Regions from separate parts of the Mus musculus genome. Here region 2 is linked to region 1. A link is a contact called in public HiChIP or PLAC-seq data. All regions are on one chromosome and are shown on one strand. Each heading gives the region's core, a stretch centred on a gene start, on an enhancer-like site or on the middle of the called end of the contact. The rest is flanking DNA. Distances are from core to core; before and after follow the strand shown. Region 1 overlaps Wdr93 (WD repeat domain 93). Region 2 overlaps Zfp710 (zinc finger protein 710).

Evidence for each region. HiChIP or PLAC-seq counts read pairs in DNA pulled down with a chosen protein or histone mark.
Region 2: a contact with region 1 is called in an H3K27ac HiChIP or PLAC-seq map of trophoblast stem cells, with 4 times the contacts expected there. The contact joins two enhancer-like sites. A contact is called at or near these places in 5 of 39 promoter capture datasets (the 3T3-L1 cell line, the SN4741 cell line, cranial neural crest and 2 more), 2 of 115 datasets of contacts at active chromatin or transcription factors (bone marrow-derived macrophages and trophoblast stem cells) and 2 of 9 other capture datasets (embryonic stem cells and pancreatic islet).

The regions. Positions count from the first base shown.
Region 1 is chr7:79,776,960-79,783,059 of GRCm38.p6, forward strand. Wdr93 (WD repeat domain 93) reads left to right here. Exons shown (of 18, transcript NM_001381990.1): 17 at 154-346. Among named protein-coding and RNA genes, the nearest start is that of Mesp1, 14 kb to the right of the region's middle. Within about 2 kb of position 3,787, at least 108 of the 459 cell types and tissues checked have an H3K27ac peak or open chromatin away from gene starts, as enhancers often do. A contact at or near this core is called in bone marrow-derived macrophages and trophoblast stem cells, where this site is marked.
Region 2 is chr7:80,055,391-80,061,490 of GRCm38.p6, forward strand. All of the region lies in intron 1 of Zfp710 (zinc finger protein 710), which reads left to right. Gm51449 (a long non-coding RNA gene) reads right to left here and starts at 909. Exons shown (of 3, transcript XR_003946651.1): 1 at 720-909; 2 at 327-488. Within about 2 kb of position 3,946, at least 107 of the 459 cell types and tissues checked have an H3K27ac peak or open chromatin away from gene starts, as enhancers often do. A contact at or near this core is called in bone marrow-derived macrophages and trophoblast stem cells, where this site is marked.

The DNA of each region.
Region 1 (6,100 bases), core at 2,537-5,036:
GGCAAGGTCTTTGTTCTGGGTAATTAAGTAATTCCCTCCCAGCTCAAGCCAGATGAGGTGGCCTCCATACACAGAGAGCAGGCCCACACCCCGAGGACCCTAGCCCCATGGAGAAAGCAGGACACTGAGCACAGCGATCTCCTTTCCTCACAGGAGCCCATCCACATGGTCAGACCACGTCTACTGAAGATCCCAAGAAGAGCACAGATTCTGTTTTCTATTTTAATTTTGAGGACTACCTGCTCTTGAAAGATATCTCCAAAAAGTGTACCATTTCTCAAATGGCTGTGAACTTCTCCCAGATGTTGCCAGTGGAGAAAAGATGTGAGCAGGTCTTCCAGAAGAGGTAAGAGCCCTCCCATTGCATGGTTGTGTCTGGGTGAGCCATCACTGAGTGTGGTTTCTGGCTAAGAGCCTTTCTATACCTAATTGCTGCTAACTGAAGGACTTTACCACATGAGTCTTATCCTACTCTGTGAGCTCCAGGCCGAGGAGAAGCCCCCAAAAACCAATGTGGAGACTGTAGAGGTAGTTCAGCAGCTAAGAGAAGGGGCTGTTCTTTTAAGAGGACCTAGGTTCGATTCCCATCACTTACATGGTAGCTCACAGCCATCCTGGAACTAGAGTTTCAGGAGATTTGACACCTTCCTCTGGTCTTCCCTGGTCTCAGGCATGCACACAGTGCACAGATGTATACACAGGTAAAACCCCTACATGTTGTGGGTACAGACTCAAAGACCAAATTGAGAATCTGTATTAAGCCTAGAAAAAACCACTTCTCACAAAGCAGTCTTGAACACATTTTACAGGGAGCGTTTGTAGAGGGATGTAAAGCAAGCAAGCGAGCAGGCAAGCAAGCAAGCAAGTGAGTGAGCAAGCAAGTGAGTGAGCAAGCGAGTGAGCGAGCAGTTTAACAGAAGCCCAAAAATGCAGTTAGCGGGGCCTTTCAACTCAACCCCAAGTTTCTGAAACAGAGTTGGATACTTTCTCATGGTGCTTTTCACAGCAAGGGGGCAAAAAGGGTGGGTTCTGTTTCAGGTTAAACCGATGATGGCTCCTGCTGAGACAAGACAGAGAAATATTTCACCTGTTGCTCTATACACATAAAATAAAATAATAAAAAATTATCTTTATAATAAACAAGGTAGATGGCTCTCAAAGAGCATGCATTCATGCCCACGCACCTGTATGAACACAGATACAAGCATACACCACATACAGAAAGAGAAGAAAGGGAAGGGAAGGGGGACAGAGAGGAGGGAGGGCTTTACTCCATTTCCCGCGTGACTGTGGCCATACCTGCTGTTTCTCACTTAGAAAATTAAACTGTTTTCTTGTGCCAGGGCTGTGCTCTAGCGCCTCCTTTTGTATTATAATAATTGTTTTTTTTTATATTCTTAGAGAATGTCATGGGTATACACATTATATTTTAATCATATTCATCTTCCACTGCCTTGCTCCACATCCTCAGACACGCCCTCCCCCACATCCCCATCCAACTTTGTGTACTTTGTTGTTGGTTTTTTAAACCTACTGGGTCCAGTTAGTTCTGCTCATGTGCACATTGCTGTGGAGCCATTTTTTTAGAGCATAGGGAACCTGGCAGAGGCTACATCACAGGAGAAAAAGGACGTTCCCTCCCAGTATCTTCTCAGATGAGGGTGGCCTCTGCACCCTTCTTCACGCACACTGCAGTGCTGATTGGCTTGCTCTGTGCTGTCCCTGTGTATGGAGCCACAGCTGGGGTGAGTTCCTGGGGACAGTGTCCCTGTCACGTCCAGAAGACGGTGTGTTACACTGGTCTCTGGCGCTTGTGAACTTTGCACACTTCTGCCTTGATGTTCCTATGCCGTGGTGGGAAGGGAGTGACAGACATGTGGATTTGGGGCTGAACAGTCCATATTCATGTATGTAGAAGTCAGTTTAATACTATGTCCATTTAGCAATACGGAGTGTTGTTGGGGAGTGGGGGTATCTGGTACTCCTTCTTGACAAACATTTCAAAAGGAGGTATCCCACATCTAGCACTGGGCTCTTGGCCTGAGCACTGTCTATCTGTCCAGAGCCCAGTGATTTTAAATAAAGTCTCACTGGAACACAGCTTCACAGATAATCGGTGGCCGCTTGTGTGTCTCCATGGCAGTGGTTGTAATGGAGAGCCCGTGACTTTTCAGGTATGAGTTGTTTACTCTCTGGCCGTTTATAGGAAATGCCCGTCTGCCACTGATTTCATTCTCTTCTCCGTCGCAGATGGCTATTGCGGGTGGATGTCTTATCCTTTATTCACTTCACCCTCCCCAACCCTTTGCTTGCTTTCCTTTCTGTTCACAAAGCCCAATGAACAGACGCAGGCTCCCTGAAGGAACAGGAGTCTCACTTCACGGGGCATCTCAGGACGCTATAAATCCTTGACGGTTCCCACAGTGGCCTGGCTGCTTATTTTGGGTGGGAAGAGGTCAACTGTGGGTTGCTCGTCTCATCCCTGGCCTGACTTTCCGGAGCGTCCCAGATGATAGGTTTATCCCCTTCCAAGACTTATCTCATAAAAAGTAGCCTCTGAGCTTCTGTGGTTTCTTCAGTCAGGGGAACACCCATGAGGTTCATCAGAGTCTCTCCCCTTTCTTCATTTAGACCTCTCCCTCAGGAAGTACAATGGCCAAGATATAGAGGTTTAAGACCAGACAGGCCTAGGTGTGAACTTTGACTCTCCCATTTACTAGCTAGGAGACAAAGGCTGGGTCACCCTTTCAGTGCCTGTCCCTAAGCTCACGGATACAGAGCATCTACCACTGCTGAGCCATGTTGCGGGTATTTTGAGTAGGCCTAACTTCTAGGGCTTGTAGGTTTTAGGTAAGATAATAAATACCAAGTGCCAGACATAGTGTGTGTCTTAGTGTTCTATTGCTGTAAGAGACCATGACTAAGGCAAGTCTTATAAAGGGAAGCATTTAACTGGGGGCTGGCTTACAGTTCCAGAGGCTTAGTCCATTATCATCATGGCAGAGAGCATGGAGACAGGCAGGTGTAGTTGGATAAATAGACAAGAGCTACATCTTGATCGCCAAGGGGAAAAAGAGACGAACGAGACACAGAGAGAGACAGACAGTCAGAGAGGAGTGAGGGTCTGGTGTGGGGTTCTGAAACCTCAGAGTCCACTCACAGTGACATACTTTCTCCAACAAGACCACACCTCCACATTTTTCTAATCTTTTCAAATAGTATCACTCCCTGGTGACTAAGCCTTCAAATCTCTGAGCCTGTGGAGGCCACCCTTATTCAAACATGGACAGACATGTGGATTTGGGGCTGAACAGTCCATATTCATGTATGTAGAAGTCAGTTTAATACTATGTCCATTTAGCAAACTACGGAGGTCAGTGGACTGTTCAGCCCCAAATCCACATGATGTTTAGCCCATCAGTAGGTACGCTGTCCCCTTCTGTTAAAATCAGAATGTCTGAGGGCTGGAGAGATGAGTCAGAGGTTAAGAGCTCTTGCAAAAGACTGGGGTTTGATTCTCAGCACTCACAGGGTGGCTTACAACTGCCTGTAATCCACTTCCAGAGGAAGTGACATTATCTTCTGGCCTCTGGGGCACTGCATGAATGCAGTGAACACACATATATGCAGGCAAAACCCCCATACACATAAAGTGAAATAAATCTAAAACAGTTGAGAGAGAGACAGACGCAGAGAGAGACAGAGAAAGAGACAGACATGTGGGAGCCTGGGGAAATCCTAAATATGACCACTAGGTGGCAGCACAGTTCCCCTCTGCTTTCTATTTCGCAGGGCCAGCCTGCACTTTCCTCTTTGCCTGCTAGGCTAGCCACCACCCCTGAGCTGCACTCCAGCCCCCTGCCTGCTTTGCCCTTCTTTGCTGAGCAACTTAAGAGGCTCTCTGTATCTCACTTGGGGACGTCTGTTGCTTGATCAAGAAAGGAACGCGGTCTCATGGATCTTGGGAGAGGAAGGGACTCTGGAGGAGGGGCTGTTCGGCTGACACTGCGTGGGTCAGAGGTTTGGCAGCAATGCTCAGGAGCATTCTGGACCCTGGGGACCTGCGCTTCAGATAAATGTAGGGGAAAGTGTCACGATTTCTACACTGTACTTCCAAATGACTCAGGAGCGTATTTATAGAGACAGAAAGTAAAAATGGTAAGAGATGGTGAAATCCAGGGAAATGTTTATAGAGAGCCCAAGGGAACTAGAGCTGAGGTCAGCGAATGTGGGTGAAGGGCCATCGGACTCTGCACCCTTTTAACAGGCATGGAAGTTTTCAAAAGAAAAAGACAGGGAGAACTGATAAGCCATGACGATAGTCCCATCCTGGTTTTGAGTCAGGAAGAAGATGGGGGTGTGTATTTGTGGGACATGGGTACAGTGGGGCGGTGAGCAGGTGTGGTGGTTTTCCTTGTGTTTTCCTGTAGCTTTCCCACAGAACACCGCCATTGTTTTGGCAAACAGACTGCAAACAGTAGTGGAGTGCTTCCCAAGGCCATGGTCTGAGCTTGCTTTTGCTCCTGGAGTGGGCGGGGCTCTGTGGCCTCCCAGTTTAATCTTGCTTCCTTCCCCATCTTTCTATGCTCAGCCAGCCTTACTCCTTATAGGGTGACATTTCCCACTTTACCCAGAGGTCAGTAACATGACACCTGCCTGTGGGAGTTGACCCAGGGCCCCTGGACCACCAACCAGACCACCGCAGTCTGGGTAACTCACTTCCCTTCACCTTAACCAAGTGATCTTGTCATAGATACCTGATGAGAAGCCAGACATGGTGCCACCGTGCCACCTTAGCACTTGGGGTGCTGAGGCAGAAAGGTGGGGATTTGAGACCAGCCTAGCAAATGTAGCAAAACATTGTTCCAAAAACAGAAAGAGAATTGTATTTTTAGTGTGTGTGTATACATATTTATAAAACTTTGGAAAACATGAATATGCAAAAAAGTAAATTTAAATAACCCATACTCCCACCACCCCCACCCCAAGTCATCAGCACCACCATTGACATTCCTTCCTGGTCACTCAGCCTGGCATTTCACCAAGTTAAGGTCCGGTTTCATGCATGTGCTTGTGTCTGACTTTATATTGCTTCAGCATATGACTTTCTGTAGATGTGTGCATACATGTGCAGGGTCATATGAGGAGACATGTGTGTGGTGTCTATAGAGGCCAGCACCTCCGAGGCTATCCCTTCTTATTTTTAGTTACCGCTTACCTTGGGGACTTCCGGTCGGGTTATTTTGGCTTTTCCGTTTGATTTGTTTGGTTGATTTTGTTGTACTGGTGTGTATGGGTGCATCTACATGTGAGTTCAGTGCCCTGGGAAAGCGGAGTTGATCCCTTGGAGCTGGAGTTACAGGCAGTTGTGAGCCACCCGACTTGGGTGCTGGAAATGAAATGCAGGTCCTCTGCCAAGAGCAGTGCGTGCTCTTAGCCACGGAGACATCTTCAACCCTATTTGTTTGTTTTTGAGACAGAGTCCTTCACTGGCCTGGGGCTTGCCAGGCCGGGCAGGCTAGCTGTCCTCTGAGGCCCCAGGGGTCCTTTGTCCCTTACCTTCCCAGCACTGATCACATTTGTGCACTGTCACTTTACAGATGGAGCTGTCCCCTTAGCCCCTGGTTTTTAGTTTTGAGAGATATCATTATTGTGTCGGTCAACTTCCTGGCACTGTAACAAAATACCTCAGATGATTAACTTGTGAGTAGAAAAGGTTTCTTTGGCTCCTAGCTTTGTAGACTGTAGTTCATGGTCATTGGGCATTACAATGGGGAACACGGGACAGGATAAGACAGCCCTGCATGACAGACATTTTAGGCAAAAAGAGTAGGAAGAAAGGGCTTATACAGGGGGCTTCCTGCCCATGCCATGCCTGGAAACACCATGATTGATTAGCCAATACCAAAGGTTCCTACGTATCATGCCATTATAAAATTCACCTCTCCTGTCATCATTACCAGCTGGGTCATTATGAATGCTGTCTTTTTTTTTTTTTTTTTTTTTTGAGACAGGGTTTCTTTGTGTAGCCCTGGCTATCCTGGAACTCACTCTGTAGACCAGGCTGACCTCGAACTCAGAAATTCACCTGCCTCTGCCT
Region 2 (6,100 bases), core at 2,696-5,195, 280 kb after region 1:
TCCAGGACAGCCAGGACTACACAGAGGAACCCTGTCTGCGGGGGTGGGGGTGGGAGGGTTGGGAGGTTGGGTGGGGGAAAACAACCTAGAAAGAAAAGAAAAAAGGAAAGGAACATATCTGGTCTCAGTTGGTAGATTGCTTGTCTAGCGCACAGGGAGCCTTGAGTGCATCCTTAGGACATGACACCTGTAATCCCACCATAGGGGATGAGGGGATGGTGGGAGTGGAGGGAGGAGGGATTCAAGGCTGTGTGAGACCCTCTCTCAAAAAATGCAAAAGACAGAAAGGCAGGGAGGGAGTGAAAGGACATTTGAAGTCTTCCTACCTGAGACTAGAGGAACTTCGATGAAATCGACGAGTCTGTGTTTTATCTTAGTTTCCTTCAGTTTTGACGTGAGGCCTTGCCGTGTTCCCCGAGCTGCTCTGGAACTCTCCGGCCCAAGAGGAGTAGCTGAGACAGCAGCTTATGTCGCATCTCCAGACAAGTCTGCAATTTAGGGTTTTTTTTAACTTGTAAACGTCCCTTCTTCATTCTTAGGCCAGTGTACACAGAAGTACAGGTCAAGGACCAGAAATTCAGTACAACTCCCAGAGTGTTGTTCAGAAGGGTAGAGTTCCGTGGTAGAGCGGTTGCCACGCCCCCGCAGTCTCTAAGTTCAGCTCTCAGCTTGAGGGGCAGAGAATGAAAATGGGACAAATATAATATTAAGGAACTTACATAGTTTGGCCATGACAGTGGTGGACGATCAGTAGCCCAGGCTTGGGTGCTGGTGCAGCCGGGATTGTAAGGATGTAGCCGTTGATTAACTCAGTTCCTGGAGGGCTCTCCCTAGCAGCCAGGGGAGCCTGATCACCACTCCCAGCTTCCTCCCTGGGCTCTCTCCGCCTCATCTGGATTGGAGCTTACTCTCTTCACCATTTCTTTTTTTTTTTTTTAAGATTTATTTATTTATTATATGTAAGTACACTGTAGCTGTCTTCAGACACAGCAGGAGAGATGGCTCGGTGGTTAAGAGCACTGACTGCTCTTCCGAAGGTCCGGAGTTCTTCGCCATTTCTAAGAATCCTGTGTAGGCCCTGTCACCTTGGGCCAGTGACACCCTGGCAGGCCTAGTGAGCCTGGCTTTGCTCTGCTCACCTGGGATGCAGCTGCCCCCGGTTTTGCCTGCAGGTGCTTCCTTTGCACCCCTGCCTGGAGACTCTGCCAAACCATCCCCAGGCTGGGGTCATTTGGGTAGCGCTGCTTTCTCAGAGGAACTAATGGCAGAGGCCCCACGAGGAAAATGGGTCTGGAAGGGCCTCTGCCTTTGGTCTTGGGGTTTGGGGTGGGATTGGCCTGTACATTGATGGAGATCCAGTCAAAGATGGGGTACCCTGGGATAGTGCCATGGCCTCCGCTCTCAAAGGTGGGGGGGCTGGCAGATGAAGCTGTGGCCTTGGCCCCCCAACAGCACAGCGCATTAATGATGGCACTGTGGCTTCCTGCCACATCTCTTCTTCTCTAGGGGCAGAGGAGCCCACTGGCTCGGGATGTGGACAGGCTTGCCCAGTTGCTCGCACTGACTGTAGCGAGCTTAGCGTTTGAGGCAGGTCTCCCCAGACAGCATGGTGTTCCCCACAGGCTCAGTGTAATGTGTGCTTCCTGTATGCAGGGACAGGTCAGGCCTCCTTAGTGTGGATTTCCCAGTGGAGTCTATCCACAGCTAGCACCCAGGCCCAGATCTTCAGCTTGGGGGGTGAAGCTCTGCCTCCTAATACCTGATGGCTGAGTCAACAGTACAGAGACTAGTGTTTGGATAGCAAACATCTAGTAGCAGCCTGGGCCCGCCCACAGCCACCCTCCTGCCCTGCTTGCAGAAATGTCCTCTGGAAAGGTCAGCCAGGAGCGGCTACATAATTTTCAGGGCCCGGGTGACAAATAGAAACATGGACCCTGTGTTGGAAAATGAGTAAGAATTTCAGGACAGTCATGTGAACATGTGACCAAGAGTAGGCCTTCTGAGTTGGGGCCCTACCTAGGTGGTGGTACCAGCAGCCCATCCAGAGGCACGGCAGGCCCAGTGGAGCCTGTCTTTGGTAGTTTGGAGTTTGACCTCCCCACCCTGGGCCTGCCCAGAGCCAAGGACAGCTTTGCTGTAGTGACTTCCATTTCTAAGGGGGAAAACTTCAGCTTCCCCTTCCTGTTCTCTCCTTGTCTCTCCCTCCCCTTTCTCTGTAAACTCTAGAGTTTGAGACTCTGCCCTCCTCTCCCAGCTTCCTTCCCCTGCCCCTCCTCCAGTTCACTCTTCTCTTTCCTTTGCTTTATCTAAGAGTGGAAAACCCTCGACTGGATTGATGTGTAACGTTTCCCAGCCATTCATCGGGTGCCATTCGATTTTAATGTTCTTTTTTAGTGACACCGGGCTCCTTGGGTTTCTCTGAAGTGGCTGGAGTGAATGTCCTCCTCACCAAGGGGCGTCCCTCCGGTGGCCTCTGGGTCTGTCCAGATGGTCTCTGCCCATCGGGAGCCTGGAATGAATTCTCATTGTTAGCACTTGCTCGCCACTCCTCCCTGCATTCAGCTGTCAACCCTACTGGCCACAGTGGAAAGAAAGCCTGTCCCAGTCCCTGGTGACAGAACAGACCTGGCCATCATTCTCAGGAAGAGCAGAGTCCACGCAGGCAGGGCCGTGCCACCGGGGACCGCAGTGGGGCGTGTGAAAGGTCAAGCAGCCACACCGGGACACTGCCCTGTCCCCCCAGATCGCCAGAATGTGCATGGCATCCGGCATGGTGGCGTGGACCTCTAATACCAGCACTTGGGAGGTGGGCACAGGAGAATTGCCACAAGTTGGAAGTGATCCAGGGCTTCTGTGAGGCTCCCCGAGAAAACAAAACTCACAAAACCAACAAACATTGGTGGCAAGGCTGTGCCTGTTGCTCAGTGGTAGGATGTTTACCTAGCCTGTACAAGGCTCCAGGTTTCATTCCTTGCACCTCAAGGTTGTGTGTGTGTGGCTTTCTGTCTTTCTGTGTGTGTCTGTGTGTCTGTCACAATGTTATATGACTTTCTTGCCTAAAGCTCTCCTGAGGTCCTGAGGCTCTCAGGAGGAACAAGGTGCTGGGTTCTTAATGACTCTTTCTCCAGCTTTTGTGCTCAGTTCCACACAACAGGAAACTCTCTGTCTTCTCTCTTGGAGAAGTGACTTGTGTTCCTGAAGAGACACTTGAGCCTTGAAGAATGCTGGTATCTGGGGAGGTGGAGACAGGGAGGCCACAGCACAGAAAGGTGAGGGTGCAGGGCAGGCTGAAGAGATGGGGGGGCTCTTGAGTGGCTGGAAGGGAAAGGACACTGGGTGGTGGGACAGAGGGCAGGGCTCTCAAGTTTACTTTCAGTTATTTGAAGGACCTTTCAATCTTACTGGGGTCTGGGGTAGGCCCAGTCTAGGTGGCTGCGTTCCCTGGAAATCCCCCACTGAGGCTTTGGGAAGGTGGCCCCGCTGCCTCGGGACTCTCCCATGGCTCTGGTGCACTGGACAAGGCCAATGGGAAGACTGCTTTGCCCTTGAGCACTGGGAGAGCTCTGAGCTGAGTAAGGTTCCCTAGAGAATCAGCTGAAAGAACCCTTGTTCTGAAGGGGGAGGCTGAGGCCTGATTACCACCAAGTACCGCCTCTGGGGAAAGCTTGCCACCATCTAGCTGCACCGGGAAGGTGGGGACAAACTCTGACCCGACACTTGTGGTTCCTGCCCTTAAAGTGCCGTGGACCCCACAGAACAGTGGGTCCAAAACAGGCTACAGGAATGGAAACAGGCTGTCTACGCGCTGAGAGATGAGCAGTGGGAGACCAGGTGCTGCCCCCCCCCCCCCCCCCAGAGAGGAAGCAGCTGAGGGTTCAGGGTCATCCCAGCAAGCCTGGGTGGCCAGTCTCCGTTCTGAGCTGAGCAGCAGAGCTACCAAGCCGTTGCCCACTCTGCAACTTCCTCTCTGTCTGCAGCAGCTGGGCTTCCCTGACAGGTCTGAGCGCTCACTTGCCTAGTCATCCCACTGTTTGGTCCATGTAGCATTTTTAATATCTGCCCTGCAGACTAGGAACACTGCAGCCTGCTTTACACACCATTGCTCTCCGCCATGGGCAGAAGAAACTAAAGCCAGGCCCAGTAGACCCAAGGAACAAGTCACAGCCTGCCCACAAGGCCTGATTTACTCATAAGGCTTCATTGTGAAATTGACTGACAGGTGACGCTCTATCATGGAGGTCCATCCCACATATTTGCTGTTCCTCAGAGCCAGGGCTTCCCACCTGGGATCTTGATCACACCTAGAAACATTGTTACTCAGCGATACCGTCCATTACATCATCCTTTGTGAATTTTCCTGCTTCTCTGAAAGTGTCTCTGGTGCCTCTTTCCTATCCGTGCTGTACATTTGGTTTTGTTTTTTAGCTTTTGACTCAGACCAGTCCCCCGTTCTCTCTCTCTCTCTCTCTCTCTCTCTCTCTCTCTCTCTCTCTCTCTCTCTCTGTGTGTGTGTGTGTGTGTGTGTGTTGTGTGTGTGTGTGTGTGTGTGAGAGAGAGAGAGACATTGTCTTTGAAGAGTCTGTGCAAGCCAGCTGTGTTGTAGAGGACTCTGGATTTGTCAGGTTGAGTACCTTCAAGTTGTTTACTGGTTTACAGCTCTGCTGAAAGGTGTATCCGGGAAAATTGCAAGGGGAAAAGGGATCGCCAGTTGGAGGCATGGCCTTTGTTTTTTACCTCCTGTGAGTCATGGAATGCTCTCTCCTGCTTCAGTTAACTTATTTATAGCTGGACCCAGCTGACCGGAAAGGTTATCTCACTGGGTCCATAGCCAACCTGGATGGCTGGGTGTGTGCTATCTTCATTTCATGGATAGGGGTTTAAGAGGTTGAAGCCCGGCCTACATCCAGGCTACGAGGCAGAAGTGGACAGGGCCCAGCCATGTGACATAAGGTAGGACTCCCTGCAGGGGCAGCTGGGGGCCAGCACAGAGTCACCCCAGCACAGCCCTGAGCCTGAGAATATCAGATGTAATCTAGCCGTAATTTTGAGCTTTGGTGACTGAAACCAGGTACTGTGGAGTACCTGCCCTGTATGGTCTCGTCTGGCGACCTTGCAACTTTAACCCTGCTCTTGCCTTGGCCATCAGCTGCCACACCTCTTTCATGCCCTGCACCTTGCACAAGTTGAGACCCAGGTGGCCACACCTGTTAGAGTTGGGTCCAAAGGCTCCTTGGTCAGGGCTGTGTCCCATGGAGCACACTGGGGTGTTGCCTGACATTTCTACAGTCCCGGAGGTTTTTGGTGTGCTTTGCATTTCTCCACTCCTCTGGTGGAAAGGAGACGCTATTCAGGTGGAAATGGCACCAAGCATGCATTAGACTTAAAAGATGGGAACTATTGAGGCCCTAGCTGACTTGCTGGCAAGGGAGAAGGTACCAGTGTGCATGTGAGACCCAGAGCCTCTTAGGCACGGTGGCCATGATGCCAGGTGAGCCAGCAGGCTCTGCTGGGGGCTTGTGAGGAAACCCAGACCTCAGGCATACACGTGTGCCATCGAGAGCTCCATGGTGTCACTAGTCCTCCCAGCATTCCTGAGGAGCTGGTCCCAGTGTGGTCTCTGGTCATGCCTCTTCCTCCCAGGGTGACACCCCAGTGCTTCAGTCTCTTTGAGAACACATGCCCACACTGTAGGCTTCCCCCCCACACACACACACACGTACCACCACTGCCCACCCTCTTGTATATGAGGAATCTCCTTCATGGCATCCTACCGCATTTTCCTTCTTCATAAAGTCATATTTTTGGGTTAATTTTGCTCACCGTCAAACTGAGTACCAAGCTATGATTGTTTTTGTTACTTATTTCAAAAAGGGATTGAAGGGCCGCAGAGATGGCTCGGGGTAAAAGCCCCCGGGTTTGGTTCCCAGCACCCACACGGTAGCTCACACCTGTCTATAGCTCCAGTCAGTTCCCGAGGATCGGACACACTCCTCTGTTCTCCAAGGGCACCAGGCACACAGTGTACAGATACACATGCAGGCAAAACACTCATGCACAAAAAATAATACAAGACTTTTTAAGAGTGTAGATTACAGTCTCT